Regions from separate parts of the Mus musculus genome. Here region 2 is linked to region 1. The links are chromatin contacts, called in public HiChIP or PLAC-seq maps. All regions are on one chromosome and are shown on one strand. Each heading gives the region's core, a stretch centred on a gene start, on an enhancer-like site or on the middle of the called end of the contact. The rest is flanking DNA. Distances are from core to core; before and after follow the strand shown. Region 1 overlaps Smad3 (SMAD family member 3). Region 2 holds the start of 2300009A05Rik (RIKEN cDNA 2300009A05 gene).

Region 1 (3,692 bases), core at 631-3,130:
TCTCTCCCCTCTCTTCCTCTCGCCCCCTAGTCATTGTGTGTGTGCATACACACACATGTATATACCACACATGTGGTTCCTACTGGTGCATGTGTGTATACATGAGTACATGTATACATGAGTACGTGTATGCACATGTACACATGAGTATGGTGGGAGGCCAGAGGTCAACTCCAAGTGTTGTTACTCAGAAGCGACCCACCTTCTTTTTTAAACAGTTTCTGGGGCTGGAGAGATGGCTCCACAGTTATGAGCAATGGTGTTTTTCCAGAGAACCCAGGTTCAATTCTCAGTAGCTACTTATGACACTCCACAGTCTATATCTATTCCAGGATGTTCCCTTTAGGTATTGTGGGCAACAGACGTGTGTGTGTGTGTGTGTGTGTGTGTGTGTGTTTTAGAAAGGCTATTAGCTGTTGGAGGCCTTCCCTCAGTGGCAGCTGGGTGGCTGACAGCTTTTTGTGTCATTTCATTCACTAATGTTCTCAGCATAGATAAGAGCCTTTGGCCGGCCTCATTGTGGAGACTGAACTCAAGCCCTTATCCTGGGCCTTCACCAATGAAGCAATCTCCCAGCCTAGGGAAATAGATTGTCTGCCCATCTGTTTGTCTGTTTCAGAGACGATCAATCCTCTGTTCCTTGGGCTCAGGATAAAGTGAATGTTTTCCCTGCAGAGATCAACAAGTCTTGAGGCACCTGGCACCCTGGCACTCACTGATCCTGGCTTCATTCATTCATAGGACACGGCCTTTAAACAAAAAAGGTGAGAGCCTAACCAGCACTTCAGCTGTACCTGCAGTACACCTAAAAGCTGGGACAGGGGAGCACACATTCCTCTTTCCCAGGCTTGCTGGACACCAGAGGACATTCCTATCATACCTGTTCTCACGAGTGGTGGGACCTGCTAAGAGTCTGTCCACTCTAGCAGTCCAAGAGTCACCGCAGAAACATACTTAGCCCCATTCTTTAGGGACCTTCAATGTAAGTCCAACCTAATCACCCCAACTTTGGGATTCAGGGGCTAAGCACCTGCTGTGCACCAGATGTGGTGCCAGGACAGGACTGCTGGAATGGGGGAGGGGTGACGGCAGCACTGTCACACAGTTGCCCTGTGATGGGCCTTACAATATGCCAGGAGTGGGGGCTGATCTCTGAAACACATGATTTGGTCCTCAAAACCAATTCATGGGATTTGTCACCTGATTCAGGAATGAAAAAAAAAAAAAAAGATTTGTAGAATGCCAATGTCACAGCTGGCAGTCTTATGGCTTCCTCTTCACAGGGCAGGGTCTGGACAGAGAGCTACCCAACCCCCAAAGCCCTGTTCCCTCCCCAAAACTATCCTGACAGATCCTGGCTTAAAATCGAAGCTAGGAGCTACTCTCTCCATCCACTTACTTCTCTGGGGCTTAGTATTTTTCATCCCAGAACAGCAGATATTTAAGGAGACTTCCTCTGGTTTAGTCATAGATGTTTTAGGGAGACCTAAGGAAATCAGACGTCTTTCTGGTGACCTTAGAAGCTGAATGGACAAGGGCCTGCTGTCCTGCCTCCTTCGTGAATGCTCTCATCAGCATAAGAGAGCCTGAGTATAGCTGCCCCTGACTGAGCAGAGCTGCCCCTGTTCCAGCTCTCCCTCCCCACATACTCTCCCTCCTGCCCCTCTACAGCCCTTCACAGTTTCCAGGAGCTGCCCATCCAGGGCAAGGCAGGGACAAAAGAGAGCAGGGGACTAAAGTGTCCTCAGAGATGATAGGCAGGCTGGTGACTGGGGCCGGAAGTGCCAAGGGCCCTTGCTGGCAGCCAGCCTGCATCACAGGCTGACAGGAAACAGGAGAAGACAGCACTGAGGCCGCGTGGAAATCCCCACCGGGCTCCACGCCGGGGTTGTGACTCAGAGTCCTAGGCAGCCGGAGAGCTACCCTCCCACCCCAGCCCCCCAGGCAGGGTGGAGAAGAGGCCACAGGAAATAGGTCACTGTATCTGTGCACAAAGATGCAGGGGCCTGGCATCCACCAAGCTACAGATGCCAAGATGTGGGGCACTGACGAAGGGCATGGATTCAGGGACCCTGGGTCCCCCTGCAATCCTGAGACGTTCCTTTCTAAAGGGAGAGCTTCAGCAGCCGCCGCAGAGACCCACCCCTCTTTTAAAACCTGCTCTTCAGAGACTCAAGGAGTCCGTGAAGGATGGATCCTACCATCTACCCAGAGGCCAGACAACTCCACTCCACAGAGCTCAGCCCTCTCATTCCCCAGGATGGGCTAGCTGGCTCTTCAGGAGATCCCCCAAGAGACTGCCCAATGCAGTCACCATCCTAAGCAGGGACCTCTACCAGGTCTACCCTTCAGTCACAATGGCCGTGTGTTACAGAGGTCACATCTTTTGCTTCCAAAAAGGAAACAAACAGGATTCAAAAATAGAAACACTTTTTTGTTTAAAGGCCGTGTCCTATGAATGTTATGAGACTCAATGTCAAGGCAGGGGCTTGAGATACAAGAAATTCATCCCTTCTCCGATCCCCTCTGACACCCTAGGGAGCTCCAGGCCCTGGAAAGTGCCCAGTTCCTGACTGTGACATTGACATGATCAATTTCTTTGTCTTTATTTTTCTTCAAGATAGGGTCTCACTACACAGCCCTAGCCGGCCTAGAACTCACTGTGTACACCAAGCTAGCCTTAAACTCACAGAGATCCATCCACCTGCCTCTGCCTCTATCTCTGCCTCCGAAGCGCTTAGAAGAGACACATGTACCATCACACCTATAAAAATAAAACTAAAAGCTCAATATTGGACTGACAAGGTGGCTCAGTGGGTAAGGACACTTGCCCTGACTGTCGTCACCCAGTGGCCTCTAAGTAACGACATTCTTCTGGGTACCCTATGACATCAGCACCATTGCTCTGTCTCTCTGGCCAACCCGGAACTACTTCCACTCTGTCCTCCTGGACCTGACCTCAATCCCCCAAGACTCACAGTGTCTCCCTCATCTTTGACCTCTCCAGGAACTCTACATACATCCACCCAGCACCAGTCCAAGCTCCAAGTGATGGGTGCTGCACACACCTCTGCTGTGCCATGCACATCAGCAGGTATTGCACATGCCTGCACTGAGCCTTGCATATCAGTGCTGGCCTCAGAGAACACAGTAGTGAACTAGAGATAGGCCAGAGCTAACCTGGCAGGAGCCCCGGAGGTACTGCAACACTGGCAACAGGGCTGTGACATAAAGCCTGGCTCATGATGGCAGCACCCAGGCAGTAGGATGCTTGTGACTTTAAGACGATGTGTGCGGTACCCACACATGCAAAGCTGAGAGATCAAAATCTCAGCCAGATGTTGTCTTATTAGTTTGCTCTGAGATGGGGGTCTTATGTACAGAGATGAAGAGGCCCTGGAACCTGGAGACCTCTCACATGTGGTCAAGCTGGCTCTACACCTGGCAGCCAGCTGTTTCACAGCTGTATACCACACCCCACACCAGCTGCCTAGTGAAATGCAACTTGTCTGACCGGAACTCTGTTTGGTGCTTTTTGTGATTGTATTTGATTTCTTTTTCCACCCAAATCTTAGGTGAGCACACCGTGGGTAAGGGCTTGAGTCTGTTAATCCTAGATCTGCATGTCCTCATCATGGGCACTGCTTTGTTGGCAAACACCAAACCCAGAATGGCCATTTCTCAGCCAAAGG
Region 2 (3,692 bases), core at 836-3,335, 310 kb before region 1:
AAACTGTACCCTCGCCAGCTAGGATCCTCTTACTTAATTCATATTTCTCTTACTTCAGACAAAAAATAAAAACCAAAATTACTAAATTGGTTTTTAGTAAAGTCCAGAAAAGGGTTTCAGAGTAAGCCAAGTTGTAGCACAGCATACAGGAACACTTTCTCTGCTATACTTACAGACTTTCTAAAAGCCCACTGTTAAATCACTATTTTATATTAAAAAACAAAGAAAGAACCAACAACAAAAAACCCTACATCTGTTGTATTTCTGAAAAGGTTTTACTTTTCTGTGTGGGAAGTGTTTTTTTTTTTTCTTCTTTTGATGTCTTAATGACCTACAGCTAAAAGATAAACCCTTAGTCATGACAGGTATCTTTAAGGAAATGTTTATTTTAACCTGTGACATTTTATATAAGGGATTCAGCCTATATAGTTTACCTATGGCTTGACCTGCTAGGGTTTCTTTTATTATTAATTTTATTTTTTTACAGTCTAGCTGTTGCCCTCCTCCTGGTCCCCCTCCCACAGTTCCTCATCCCATTTCTCCTCCTGGCCTACTAGTTTTCCTAACCTATATCTCAGTATTTGGAAAAGAATGACTCCTGCCAATTCTGAAAATAATAAAATAAACTCATTTCACAAATCTAATTTGTTAGCATTTTGGCTTTTCCCATAGTTTCATACCAACCTCAGGATTAGTTGACATACACTGTATAGAGTGGATCAAACAAGTTATGAGACACATTGGTGTATAATCTCCTTCCTGGATTTTCCAGGGGGACAATGGCTCAAAAATCCCGTAAGTGCTATTTGAGTTATTATAAGCAGAAATGCCCATGCTTTATTAAATTGAATGAACTACCAGACTATATGTAACACTAGTACGGCTACACAGAGTTTAGTGTTAATTTTGGATTGAAAAAAAAAAAAAAACTATTTGGAGGGGGAGGGTGAAGGGGATAGGGGATTTTCGGAGGGGAAACTAGGAAAGGGGATAACATTTGAAATGTAAATAAAGAAAATAATCTAATAAAAAAGTTAATAAATCCCTAGACAGCAATATTTAAAAAAAAACTATTTGGATTATACTGGTTCTGCTTCCTTGTATAGAGTTTGAGTGACTGACATCTAAGTTAATATTTTTTTTAGCAGCTATTAATAGGTCCGAAACATCTTGAGGACTTGAATTTTTCCCTAATCTATAAAATGCTGTCACATCTACAATCCGTGATATTGACTCTTCTGCCATTAGACCACAGAACACACACATCTAGCAGGAGGACCGTCAGAATTAGATTATCTTCAGGAATATAGATACTAAAGGATCTTAAAAGACAGCATCTTTTAAGTCTAGCACCTGAGAAAATATGATGTCTGGAGAGAACCTACTGCTTTTAGCAAAACACAATTGCTGAGATTTCACAGAAAGACAAAGAAACTTTAAAAGTCCGTCCAGTTTTTTGTCCTCCAAAGGCTCTTGGTGATGAGCGCGGGAATGACTCTTGCTAAGCAACTTCGGAGCCACTGTCGGGACTCACTCCTCGCTGCCCTGGGCAGGGTTCTCCCGGGTGGACAGTGGCAGGGCACGACCTCAGGGGTGCTGCAAGCAGCCCACCGGGGATGCGAAGGGCCGGCCCTGGAGAGCGAGCAGCGTGCTTGTGGGCCAGCGGCCGCCCTGGGATGGAGGAGTGCCTGGGTCAGACGAGGGCGCCGCCACTCACCCAGGTTGATGACCTTGAGCGCGGTGAAGAAGCGGTCCTGCGGGGCCAGGTCCTGCCAGGGCGCCTTGGAGCAGTGGTACTTGATGAAGGGGAAGCAGCCGGTGCGCAGGACGTGGTAGTTGGCGCCCAGCACCGGCCAATTGAAGTGCGACAGGCCGAACTGGTCGTTGTGGACCGCACTGTAGGGCACGCAGAAGGAAGTCCAGTGCGGCAGCCGCCGCTGCAGCAGGTGCTGCGTCAGCACCTCCGAGGCGCGGGGCTTCGGGCGGGAGGCGGCGCCCGAGGCCCAGGGCCGGCACAGCAGCAGCCGCAGCGTAGCCTCGTGGGCCCTCCGCAGGGCCTCCATGGCCGGGGCACGCCGGGGAGCCGGCCCTGGGCCCCTGGGGCCGGGCCTCTGGGGGCGGGGTCAGGCGAGTGTGCGCATGCGTGTTCCCCTCACCACCCTAGGCCAGGGCGGGGGACACCCAGCGGGCAGCGCGCGGGTGAGAGCGCCTTGAGGTGCGGCGCGTGCGCACAGGACGGGACGGGAGGGCGGAGCGACTGCGCAGATCAGGAAAATTGTCACCTCTGGCCTCAGGTAACCTCGGAGCAGGGAGACAATGTTAAAACAATCCTCCACAGCGACAAACCCGGTCTGGCTGTCAGGCGCTGGGCTCCAGGGAAATCCTCAGGGATGCTGAGGTGCTTGAGGTGTGCACAGGAAAGTGAGCTGACACCAAGGCCTGGCCTTTGCCCGGGCTGGACGCTTGGTGACCTCAGACTGCACGTATGTGCAGATGTCCTCACAGTCGTGTTCACTGTCCAGACTGAATCCTACCTAGATAGTGCAAGATAGGGTCCCAAGCCAGATGTGGCGCTTGCCTGGAATCACAGCCCTGAAAAGGCTGAGATGTGAGGATGGGGAGGTGGAGGCCAGCCTGGGCTACATAGAAGAGCAAGTCTCAACTGCCTCCCTGTCCCCGCACCACCACCCCCAAAACCCGAAAAGCAGTCCTATGTTTTCTCATTTAGTGCCCTAAAGCTCAGAAAAACTTCCCTCCTGAGAACACAGTAAATACTAGGACCGGAATTGGCAGTCACCAACCTTTAACAATCTCAGTTACCCATGAAAGTGTAAGGGAAGCATTTCTCAGACTTTCTGCTAGCATACAACCTCATGTCTAAAGTATCATTACTCTTATATGTCCTCAATTTTTGTGGGGAGAATGAGTAAATAGGATGAGGTTTCTGGAAAGTACCATATGCAAATGAAGTAATTCTCTGTGTTGGAACTATATAACAATTATTTGCTGAAAATTCAAGAAGGATGTAGAATAGTGTGATGTTTAAAGAAGATTTGTTTATTTTGTGTATACAAGTGCTCCATTTTCATGCACACCAGAAGAGGAAATCAGATCCCATTACAGATGGTTGTGAGTCACCATGTGGTAGCTGGGAATTGAACTCAGGTCCTCTGGAAGGGCAGCCAATGCTCTTAACCACTGAGCCATCTCTCCAGCAACATTTTTGTTTTTATAGTCACCAGTTTTGGGTTAGTCAACATTGAGTTCATTCCACAAATATGTTAAATATTTAGGGGGGTTTTGCAGTCATGCAAATAGTTTGAACTTTATAAGATTCTCTATTAGATATCGATTTTTAAAGAAAGATTAGGTGAAGTCATGATATATTTGATATGCAGAATAGCTAGGAGGACTATTGAAGGGAGGTAGGGAGCTGCAGCAGAACTGTCATTTTCAAAGTAAAGTTTTAAAAGCAATGGAGCCCTTTTTCAGACAAAATCTGTCACAGAATTCTAACATATAAAGAAAATTATAAACACAATGTGTTTATTTCTAAACATTTATAAAATTAATTTTTTAATAGTAGTTTCATAGGTAAAGTGGCACCACAACAGAATCACAGCTAGTTTGTTGCCTTGGTTTTGCTGTTCTTGAGTAGGGAGGGGAGCACTGGGCTTTCAGCACTGGTTTGT

Evidence for each region. HiChIP or PLAC-seq counts read pairs in DNA pulled down with a chosen protein or histone mark.
Region 2: a contact with region 1 is called in an HNF4G HiChIP or PLAC-seq map of pancreatic cancer cells. The contact joins the promoter of 2300009A05Rik here to the enhancer-like site in region 1. A contact is called at or near these places in 1 of 15 datasets of contacts at CTCF or cohesin (the NIH/3T3 cell line), 1 of 484 Hi-C or Micro-C datasets (the HL-1 cell line), 1 of 115 datasets of contacts at active chromatin or transcription factors (pancreatic cancer cells) and 2 of 9 other capture datasets (adipose tissue and pancreatic islet).

The regions. Positions count from the first base shown.
Region 1 is chr9:63,704,696-63,708,387 of GRCm38.p6, forward strand. The region is part of intron 1 of Smad3 (SMAD family member 3); the gene reads right to left. Among named protein-coding and RNA genes, the nearest start is that of Gm51710, 25 kb to the right of the region's middle. Within about 2 kb of position 1,881, at least 219 of the 459 cell types and tissues checked have an H3K27ac peak or open chromatin away from gene starts, as enhancers often do. A contact at or near this core is called in the HL-1 cell line, the NIH/3T3 cell line, adipose tissue and 1 more, where this site is marked.
Region 2 is chr9:63,397,159-63,400,850 of GRCm38.p6, forward strand. It overlaps 2300009A05Rik (RIKEN cDNA 2300009A05 gene), which reads right to left and starts at 2,086. Exons shown (of 2, transcript NM_027090.1): 1 at 1,718-2,086. The coding sequence starts at 2,063. It overlaps Gm16759 (a long non-coding RNA gene), which reads left to right and starts at 2,159. Exons shown (of 5, transcript XR_003948339.1): 1 at 2,159-2,294.